Regions from separate parts of the Urocitellus parryii genome. Here region 2 is linked to region 1. The links are chromatin contacts, called in public Hi-C maps. All regions are on one chromosome and are shown on one strand. The core of a region is the stretch at or near the end of the contact, and the rest is flanking DNA. Distances in the headings are between cores, read along the strand shown. Region 1 holds the start of Ddx59 (DEAD-box helicase 59). Region 2 holds the start of Zbtb41 (zinc finger and BTB domain containing 41).

Evidence for each region. Hi-C and Micro-C count contacts between places; a contact is called where the count stands out from the background.
Region 2: a Hi-C map of muscle shows a contact between it and region 1, with 8 times the contacts expected there. The contact joins the promoter of Zbtb41 here to the promoter of Ddx59 in region 1. A contact is called at or near these places in 2 of 2 Hi-C or Micro-C datasets (liver and muscle).

The regions. Positions count from the first base shown.
Region 1 is chr9:117,102,135-117,107,751 of mUroPar1.hap1, forward strand. Ddx59 (DEAD-box helicase 59) reads left to right here and starts at 3,460. Exons shown (of 7, transcript XM_026397151.2): 1 at 3,460-3,586; 2 at 4,902-5,617. The coding sequence starts at 4,913.
Region 2 is chr9:120,034,951-120,040,567 of mUroPar1.hap1, forward strand. It overlaps Zbtb41 (zinc finger and BTB domain containing 41), which reads left to right and starts at 3,067. Exons shown (of 12, transcript XM_026401501.2): 1 at 3,067-3,094; 2 at 3,723-4,956. The coding sequence starts at 3,840.

The DNA of each region.
Region 1 (5,617 bases), core at 2,210-4,709:
AGTTATGAGCTATGAGAGAAAAAGATTGACAAGTGTAACCATATTAAATTTGGGATATTTATTTATCCAAAGACTACAAAGAAAGTGGAAAATAGAGGCTGAGGTTGTGGATTAGTGGTAGAGCTCTTGCCTAATATATTTGGGGCACTGGGTTCAATCCTCAGAACACATACAAATGAATAAATAAATAAAGTTTAACAAAAAAGAAAAGAATTTGGACTTGATCCCTGATTGGGAGGAAATTGCTCTGAAGATCAACTGGCAAACTTCAGTGAAGACTATATTGATGTTAACCTATCTAAATTTGAGCATTGTTCTTTTTTATTTTATTTGTGCTGCTGGGGATTGAACCCAGGACCTTGTGCATTCAAAGCAAGTACTCTATCAACTGAGCTATATCCCCAACTCCTTGGGCATGGTTCTTTGTGTACATGAGAGAAAAATTTTGTCTTCAGAGGTTCATGCTATAATTTACTCTTAAATGATTCAAAGGCAACAACAACAAATAAATCTTTTTCACACACAAGTAAACTCTAAATCTATGTGAAAGAACATATGGGGTATATGTGGACATTGTATTAGCCATAAAACTTTCTTAGATCTTTTTCAAAGAAAGTTTAAAGTGTTTTAAAAATTAAAAGCATAGTACCCTGTAAATATATACATTTCTGGGCTTGTGTCAGTTAAAAATAAATTTAATTTTTAAAAAATTCTAAGTCATTATGGTCTTTCACAGTGCATATGCCAAAATGCATGAGGAAACTTAGAAATTCTCAAACGAAAAAAAATCACCTATTGGGGGCTGGGGCTGTGGCTCAGTGGCAGAGTGCTTGCCTCATATATGTGAGGCACTGGGTTCATTCCTCAGCACCACATAAAAATGAATAAACAAAATAAAGATATTGAATCCGTTTATAAAAAAAAATCACCTGTTATCAAAGTCAGTTTTTTTTGTTTGTTTGTTTTGTACTGCAGATTAAATCCTGGGCTACATCCCTTTCCCTTTAAAAAAATTTTTTTTTGAGACAGGATCTCACTAAGTTTTCCAGAATAGCCTCAAACTGTGATTATAGGTGTATGCCACCATACCCAGCATCAATTACTTTTTAAATACGACACTTAATAGATATCATATATCTATCCATCTACATGTGTAAATATGTATTTTATATATTTAAGCACTCATACAAGCCAATATTAAAATCAGATCATGCATTGTCAAAAGTGGAAAAACACATGCTATAAACTAGGAGAAGATATTTGCAACAACTACAATTGACAAAAGATTGGTATAAATAATACATATATTTATACACATTTTTTCCAACGCTTAAATGAGGAAGAAGAAACATCAATGAAGCACTACGTTAAAAAATGCTCAATGCTTACCTTCATCAGTAAATAAAGAATGCAAATTAAAATCATAATGTGGCACCTACTTATTCTTTTTTTAAAATGTTTTTATTGGGACAGGCGTCATGTCGCACACCTATAATCTCAGCAGGCTGAGGCAGAAGGATCCCGAGTTCAAAGCTAACCTCACAAAAGCAAGGTGCTAAACAACTCAGTGAGACCCTGTCTCTAAATAAGATACAAGTTAGGGCTGGGGATGTGGCTCAGTGGTTGAGTGCCCCCGAATTCAATCCCTAAAATTTTTTTGTTTATACATTCTAGTTATACACACTAGTGAGGTTCATTTTGACATAAGGTACCTATTTATTCTTTGTAAACTACCAAAAAAGTAAGAAGTCTGACAATAAGGAGGATTGGAGAGAATGTGGGAGGCTAGAGCTTATCAGTACTGAAGGCAAAAGAGATTGGTACAACCACTCAGACAGTATCTCAGAGTTATCTTTGAAAGTTGGACATCTCCCTCCCCTCTGTTCCAACAGTGCTGCTCACAGATTCAAATGATTCTCAGATACACTTGCTGAAGGTGATCAAAAATGTCCTGCTAGCCTTGTTATTACCAGGAACAAAGCCAGATTTTGTGGGGGCATGAGTTTACATGATCAGAGAAGAGTAAGGTTTTTAAAGAAAACATACAGAATTTTGAATAATTATTATGCTCAAAAGTGAACAGTTAGCTGGGCGCAGTGGCACACACCTGTAATCCCAGCCGCTCAAGAGGCTGAGACAAGAGGATTGCAAGTTGGAGGCCAGCCTTGGCAATCTAGTAAGGCCAATGTAGTGAGGAACTCAGGGAAGCAGATACATTTAGTGTGATTGCTATCAACATAGAAATAATAATGTAGCTAGATGCAAGTTTAAGGGCCTCAGCAATTTATCACCACCCAGCCTCAAAATAAAAAAATAAAAGGGTTAGAAATGCCTTTGGTTCAACTCCCAGTGCCAGAGCAGGGAAACTTTTAAAGAGTGCATTTTTAAATAATCATGTCGGAATACATTTCTGACAGGAAAGAACACCCATTTAACTAGGCAGTGAAAATTAAATTTCTACTATTACCCTTAACTACTTTGATGAGTCAGAGGAACAAAAGTTGAGTAATAAAAGCAAATCTGGGAAGGCTATCTATATATTAACTATATTTTCTTACAAGAAGAAAATGAAACAATAGTTTAGAGATGCATCCAAAATGCATCTACTAAAAATGGAAAGCAGAACCTACAAATAAAACTTGATAATGGGGGTGGAGGAAGAGGCAAGGAGTAGAACCCTGGAGATACAGAAATAAGTGCTAAATATTGATGATGTGGTTGGGTCAGATTTTCTTTTTATTAGTATGTTTTAAATTTCACGTGTTCGTTAAATATATTATTTTGTATACATCAAATATTAGATGGGAAAATATTTAAGAATACACCCCAAGTTATTAACCTTTACTTTCCTCCTTCCCCTCCTCTTCCCCACCTTCCCCTTCTCAACCACTAGTTTCCTGGGAGAGAGCTCCAGAGGCTGGGAAGGCAGAGAAAGGCAACCCACAGAGACCAAGAACCCTGATGTGTGTGTAGCCTGTGCCTTTTTGTCTCATTTTGGGTTCTTTCTTGGTGCTAAGGTGGAGTATGGTGGTGGTTGAAACAGTACTCGGTATATTAAATGCTACCCATTAAGTGCACTGTTCTCAACTTATTCTTTCTCAACTTATTCTTGCCAGCTGAAGGCGGAACGGCGCTTTCCGGCCGAACGGGGCCTCTGTCCCTCCCTGTCACGCTCAAACTTCCCACTTTCCAAGTATGCCAGGCCCCAGCGCCACCCTCTTGCGTCTTTCCGCGCGGGTCTGACTTTTTCGCCAGTCCCGGCCTACTCGATTACGTAAATTCTCTCCAAAGGATTCCCAAACTGGGCACTCCAAACAGAACCTGCTCAGCTCCAGCTCGGCTCAGAGATTGACAGTCCGCGGGAGCCGGGGAGGGGCGTAGAAAGAGCGCGGAGCTTCCCGGCCCCGCCCCTCCTCGCCAGGCCCCGCCCCTTCCCTCTGCCGTGCAGGAGCCCGGCCCCTTCCAAAACCCGGAGAGGTGGATCGTGCGGGCCGCATTTCGGCCTCGTCTGTAGCCCGCCCGGCCCAGCGCCTGAAAGGGTGAGCCGGCCCGGAGAGGAAGCAGATGCGGCCTCCGGTCCGCGAGGGTGAGGAACCGGGGCAAGAGGCCGCGGCAGCAGTGTGGGCCCCCCAAATCGGTTTCCCTTTCCACCCTTGCAGAGCGGAGTCCAGGCCTCCGTCCCGAACCCGACGCCCCGCCCGTCGCGTTTCCTAGCAGCGCCGTGACGTACGCGCGCCTCCGGGTGCGCGGCCGCCGGGTGTAGGTGGGAGGCGACGCCTGTGGGGAGGGTCTGGGAACGCGCCAGGGTGCGGGGGGCGTTGGCGAGAACTGGAGGCCGCGAGGCTGCCTGCCCTGCCCGAGCCGGTTCGATTTCGTCATTTGAAGACTTCGTGTTCTGAGCTATTCCTTGTTCGCTTAGAGCTGTCCCCACCCACCACCCCTTTACTCTTTCAGAGAGTTAGAATGTTCATTCTGGACGCTCATTGCGTTTTATTCTCCCCCTGCCCCGGCCCGGAAAATGGAATCTGGCAATTTATGCCAATAATTTTTTTTTAAGAAAAATATTAGTAGTAAAAAATATAAGTAGATAGTCCTTAAATTAATTAAGAGTGATCTTTCCCAATTACTGTAATTTTACAAACATAATTTTGCAAGCTCTTTTTGTAAAAAATAGCTTGTGTTCTGGAGCCAGAATGCTGGGCCTCAGGCATTTTACGTGTGAGCTTGGACAAATAAACTTCATCTCTAGGTGGCTGAGTTTATGTGTAAAATGTGTTTATATATGAATATTTATATGCACGTTGATATACATATGATTTTACTATGCTATATCGTGTTATTGTGATTTTTGCAATATGGTATATAAAATATAATATATATAATATGTACACTAACTTACTTTACACACTAACCTACTTTACATGATTGTGAAGATTAGGTGAGGCACTAAACACTGGTACAAAATAAGCAGTCCATAAATGTTACTTAAAAATAACAACATTTTTCTCTATGGTTTGTGGTTTTGATTTTAAAGATTCTAACTGTGAATTATCCCTTCAGTTTTCTTTGTGAAAATATTAAAGAAGTATTTACTTTAGAATTTCTATAATATCTGACTCAAAATGCAAGTAATCAATGAATAGAAGTAAACTCGGCACACCAGGGTTGGGTTGAGCAATGTGTGCAGTATTTCTACTGCTCATGTGTGTAAAGAAAAGACTGTTTTTTTGGTTTTGTTTTTAACCAGAAGAAACTGATAAATGGAAGAAAAGCTAGGTGTAAAGTAATGCTATGTCGTCTTCACTATTCCCTTGAGGTAAAACCTTGGGACACATAATCATGTGGTACTTTATATGTAAACTGAATTGAGGGTAAAATATTTCTTACCCTTTTCTCAACAGAATATTGAAGGATGTTTGTTCCAAGATCTCTCAAAATCAAGAGGAATGCTAATGATGACATCAAAAGTTGTGTTGCTAAGAAAATTAAGCCAGAAGCCGAAGACCTTCATTTGGACAAAGGCAGAGATGTTGATGCTTTAGTTACAAAAGAAACCACTGCACCAGATAGGCCCAGAAGCGAGTCAGGCTCCTTTCCCAGTCCTGCCGGCCAGTTGGCTGAGGCAGGCTTGGTAGGACCTGAACAGGGTGCTGAAGAGCCTGTGAAGTCATTTTCCAAAACACAGCGCTGGGCAGAACCTGGGGAGCCTGTCTGTGTTGTCTGTGGCCGTTATGGAGAGTATATCTGTGATAAGACAGATGAAGATGTGTGTAGCTTAGAGTGTAAAGCGAAACATCTTCTCCAGGTTAAGGAAAAGGATGAGAAATTAAAACTGAGCAGTCCGCAGAAAGCCGGTTCTGAGCCAGAGCCTCCTCCACTTGATGATGTTTATGTCTACAAAGAACACCCCTTTATTTTGAACCTTCAGGAGGACCAGATTGAAAATCTTAAACAGCAGCTAGGAATTTTAGTTCAAGGGCAAGAAGTCACAAGGCCCATTATTGAGTTTGAACATTGTGGTTTCCCTGAGGCCTTAAATAACAACTTGAAGAAATCAGGCTATGAAGTGCCAACCCCCATCCAAATGCAGATGATTCCAGTGGGTCTTCTGGGGAGA
Region 2 (5,617 bases), core at 1,817-4,316, 2.9 Mb after region 1:
TGAATGCCCCCTTCCCCCCAATTCATGTGTTGAAATTTCATTCCCATTGTAGTGGTATTAAGATGGGGCCTGAGAATGGAACCACCATTTAACCCAGCTATCCACTCCTTGGTTTATACCCAAGGGACTTAAAAATCAGCATAGTATAGTGATGCAACCACACAATGTTTATAGCAACTCAATTCACAATAGCTAGACTATGGAACCAGCCTAGCTGTCCCTCAATAGATGAATGGATAAAGAAAATGTAGTATATATACTCAGTGGAATATTACTCAGCTTTAAAGAAGAGTAAAGTTATGGAATTTGCCAGTAAATGGTTGGATTTGGGAATATCATGCTAAGCGAAATAAGTCAATCCCACAAAATCAAAGGCCGAATGTTTTCTCTAATATGTGGATGCCAATTCACAATAAGGCGGGGGGCACTAGGGAAGAATGTGTTACCTTAGATTAGGTAGAGGGAAGGGATGGGAGGGAAGAGGAGGGGATGTGAGGATAGGAAAGACAGTAGAATGAAACAGACATTATTACTGTATGTATATATGTGACTACATGACCAATGCGATTCTGCAACATGTACACTCAAAAAAATGAGAAATTATATCCCATCTATGTATGATATATCAAAGTGCATAAATGCATTCTACTGTCATGTATAACGAAAACAAATTTAAAAATTAAAAAATGATATAGTGAATAAAATTATAAATCAGATGGTATAAAGTTGAAATTCTAAAAAAAAAATGGGGCCTGAAGCAAGGTACTTAGGCCCATTTTTGTCCTTCTACTATCTTCTACTTGAGGACAGTGCTCACCCCTTTTCTGTCATGTGAGGATGTAAGAAAAAAGCCCTTACCAGACACTAAGTGCCAGTGCCTTGATCTTGACTTTCCAGACTGCAGAACTACAACAAATTTCTATTGTTTATAAATTACTCAGTCAGTGGTATTTTATTATAGCAGAACGAGGTACTAAGGATATTTCTTCAGTTATTTAGGTTATTTCTCTAAGATGTGTTTTAGAAGTGTTGGTCAGAAAACAATTATCCTTAATGTATCAAATTTAGCCCATGGCTTGCTTTGTTATGGTTTCTGAGATAAAAATAATTAAAAAAATATTCTTAGTTGTAGATGTTCACAATACCTTTATTTTATTTAGTTTTTTTTTTTTTTTAATGTGGTGCTGGGAATCGTACCCAGTGCCTCACACATGCTAGGCAAATACTCTACCACTGAGCCACAATCGCAGCCCAAGATAAAAATAATTTTTACATTTTTAAAGGCTTGTGAAAATTCAGAAAAAAGTGGGAGAAAAACTAAAATACTCCTATTAAAGAATTGTAAAGAATTGTGTATGGACGTTAAATATAATTAAATTCATTTCCAGGTATTTCATATTTGTTCCAGGCATTTCATATTAAAAACATGTTTATAAGAAGTTTATTGAAAATATCACATTCCTGGTACAAGGTCATTGTTTTATTGATTTTCAATTGAATAAATGAAGGAAAACATATTCATTATCAGAAATAAACTTTGGAATCAGTTTATTAAAGGATAAGACCATGACAGGTCAGCAAAAGGAAGACACTGAAAGAAATTTTAGTATGCGAAGATTCCCTTTTTCTTGACCTCCTGCCTCTGGTCTCTGATCTCTCCCCACACTCTTGACAAAAACTTCTGGCACCTGAAGGATGTGGATATCCTGGCATTGTTTTTAATTTTTCTTTTTTTCATTGCTGATGGATTAGTTAGGGTTTTCCAGGAAAACAGAAGCAAGAGGATGAAGAGATATAACTTATTTGAAGGAACTGATTCACACATGATTGTGTGAGAGAGAAAATTTAAAATCATAGGACAGGCCCCACAGGCTGGAAGTTCACCCAGATGAGATTTCAGTCTTGAGTCTGAATTCTCCTGGGCTGAAAACCCAGGCAAGGTTTCTAAGTTGAATTCTTAGGGAAAATGGCTTCTTTGGCAAACCTGAATTTGCTCTTGAAGGCTTCAACTGGTATTACTAGAGGGTCATCTACTCCAGCGTACAGAATTGCCTGTTAACCACCATCTAAAATATAACTTCGGAACAACACCTAAAGGGTGTTTGACCAAAGCTTAGTCATTTCCTCACATCCTCTATGTAGGAGACTCCTCCACCTGTTCTTCCACAGAGGGTAGCCTTTTCAGCTCTATATTTGATGGGTAGATAGGGGTTAAGAGTTGGGACCCCCATTTCCTTTGGTCTTGGTCTTTTGTCTTGCATTACGTCTGCACAATCTCAAGGTCTGGGACTATACTAATCAAAAAGTGACCCTCAGACCAGTAATACCAGCCCACCTGGGGCTTTATTAAAAATGCAGAAATCTCAGGTGCTCCCTCAGAGCAAAGTTGTCCTTTGGTATTTTCCCCTTTTGACTTCCTTTCTTTTCTAACCAGCTGTACACTTACATGTGCCTTTTTCCTGTGTACAGGGGGGAAAAAAAGTTTTTTAAAAACCGCAATCTTAGGAGTAACTGCATTTAAGTCTTGCCCTTTAAATCCAGAAAAAAACCAAGCGAAGTCAATCTCGGTTCGTTAGACGTTTGCCAGCATGAGTGCTGGGACCGGCTTCCGGCGGTCGCCCTTTGGTTGGTTACAAACTATTAAACACACCAGTGAGAATAAAATACGTCGGTACTACTGCGCCTCTGCCAATTTCTTCCCAAGTCGCTATCAAACCTCCCGTCTTCCGTTCCCCTGCCGCAGCAAAGCTTGCAGGATTCAATCACCCGAGGCCACCCAGCCACCAAGAAAACCCGGAGTAATGGATCAGGGGAGTAACCAGTGTTCCCAAAGCGGCAGAGGAACCGACGGAGCATGCGTAAGGAAGGGTGCGCGCGCGTGCGCATTGGTTCGCGCAGGGGCGCGCGCCGTCGCTCTGGGCGGCTTGGAGGCTGCGCGCGCGGTTGACGTGTTCGGTGGTTTGGAGGCGGCGAGACTCCGGGAGGGGAAGGAGCAGCGGGGAGGGGGGTGAGGTGGGTGGCTGAACCCGGAAGTGGGTAGGCGCTGGAGCGAGCGCGCCCAGAGTGGAGTCAGCGGGGGAGCCCTGGGTTCCCGGTAATGAATCTGTGGGGCGTTTGCCTAGGGATACTGGGTGGGAAGGGTAACGGGTTTCTGGTAGGCGAGCGCATTCTCCACCTGGCCCGGGCCTTGAAAGGCTCTTTTGCTTATTTTAGTCGTCCCTGTGTTTGACCCCACTCTTCTTGCTCTGAGCCCCTTCTGGGGCCGTCTCCTGCCGGGTGGTTTTGGGAGAGGGACGCGTTAGGTCTGTGAATAGCTGTGCATTGCCCCGCATAAAAAAGCATGCTAATGGAAAGACTCGGATTTCGTGGCCGCGACGGCCTTATTGTCACTATTTCAGCGCCCCCAAAACATGACTGCAGCCCCCTTCAACCTCCATCGTCAAGGATCTTAGAACTCTCCCTCTTCTGTCCAGTTATTTCCACCCTGTTCGTAAATCAGGCCTGGAAGGTGTGCTCTTGCTTCCTTTAAACATTATTCTTTTGTTGGCTGTCTTTTCTAACCTGGCCCTCCTTGTTCTCCGCCCTAAAATCTTAGCCACGAATGAATGTGAGTGTGACTTGATGGTAACTTAGTTATAATTTAGGAAGGAGCTGACAAATGCCTGTGACTGATTTAAGGTTGCTTTGCCTGAAGTTATTTTACATGATTCTTACTTTTGCAGACCATGAAACCCTCAGGCACCCCTGTCCAGAAGCTGTTGTCCAAGACAATCTAGTTTTCCTTTATGAATCTCTTAAGACACTTATGAAGTTTCTTGTTCTGAAATTGCTGTACTGCAATGAAGAAAAGGAGAAAGGTTACTTCAAATCTTGACGAGAAGATCCATCTTGGCTATAAAGATTCTTCGGAAGGAAATGTTGCAGTGGAATGTGACCAAGTGACCTGTACTCACTCTACAGAGAGACCTACAACTGAAGCTCTGCACTGTTATCAGGAACTTCCTCCCTCTCCAGATCAGAGAAAGCTTTTGAGTTCTTTGCAGTATAATAAGAATTTGCTCAAGTATTTAAATGATGATAGACAGAAACAACCATCTTTCTGTGATTTACTTATCATAGTAGAAGGAAAAGAATTTAGTGCACATAAAGTAGTTGTTGCTGTTGGCAGTAGTTATTTTCATGCCTGTTTGAGCAAAAATCCAAGCACTGATGTTGTCACTCTGGATCACGTAACACATTCAGTTTTTCAGCATTTGCTTGAATTTCTTTACACATCAGAATTTTTTGTGTACAAATATGAAATACCTCTTGTTTTAGAGGCTGCAAAATTTTTGGACATTATAGATGCAGTAAAGCTGCTAAATAATGAAAATGTTGCCGCTTTTCAATCAGAGCTAACTGAAAAGTCATCACCAGAAGAAACACTAAATGAATTAACTGGAAGATTATCAAATAATCATCAGTGCAAATTCTGCAGTAGACATTTTTGTTACAAAAAGTCTTTAGAAAATCATTTGGCTAAAACTCATAGGTCCCTTTTGTTAGGGAAAAAACATGGGTTAAAAATGCTGGAGAGAAGTTTTTCTGCAAGAAGATCAAAAAGGAATCGGAAGTGCCCTGTTAAGTTTGATGATACCAGTGATGATGAACAAGAAAGTGGTGATGGGTCAGACAATTTGAATCAAGAAAGTTTTGATAAGGAAAAGTCAGATAAAAATGATTCTGAGGATCCTGGAAGTGAATATAATGCTGAAGAAGATGAACTAGAGGAGGAAATGTCAGATGAATACTCTGACATTGAAGAACAAAGTGAAAAAGATAATGAAGCAGAAGAGGAACCCGAGGCTGGTGATTCTGTAGGAAGCATTCACGAGGGGTTAACTCCAGTAGTCATTCAGAACAGTAACAAAAAAATATTGCAGTGTCCTAAATGTGATAAAACATTTGACCGAATAGGTAAGAAAACTTTTGTTTCTTATCACTTACTTTACATGGATATTTAAAGGTAATAATTGGAAACTGAAGTTTGAAAATAAAGAGTGCTTAAGTAGGGAAGATAATTTTCTTTTCACTGTGTACTTTATCCTATTATTTTAAATTTGTTGTGATTCAGGAATCATGTTAAGTATTTATATTACCCTTTATTTTTTCTTTGTCATGTCCTAATAGGTAATAGATTATTAGTTCATGTATTTAATATGAAAGATACCAGAGAATCAATAATTATCATGAACAGCTTTGATTTATATTCCAGTTTTGAAGATGAGTGCTAACTTGAGTCATTACAGAAAATGTAATTGGATTATATTTAGTAATTTGTTTACTGTTTTCCCTTTGTACATGATGATAAATTATAAATATAGTCACCTTTCTAGTGTTTTTTAGAATTAGAATGTTTTAAATTAGACTAAAGTGAAGAATAAAATTATACTGTAATTGAATAACTTTAGATAGATAATTTAGGAAGTACCCTAGTTATTAACACTAATTATTATAAAAATGAATAAATCAAATTTTTCCCTTTTAAAAGAGTATGTAGGAAATGTGGTCCATAACCTGAGGTTTTATGTCAGTGCATATTTAATTTTGAGATGTCAGATATTTGCTAGTAAAGCAA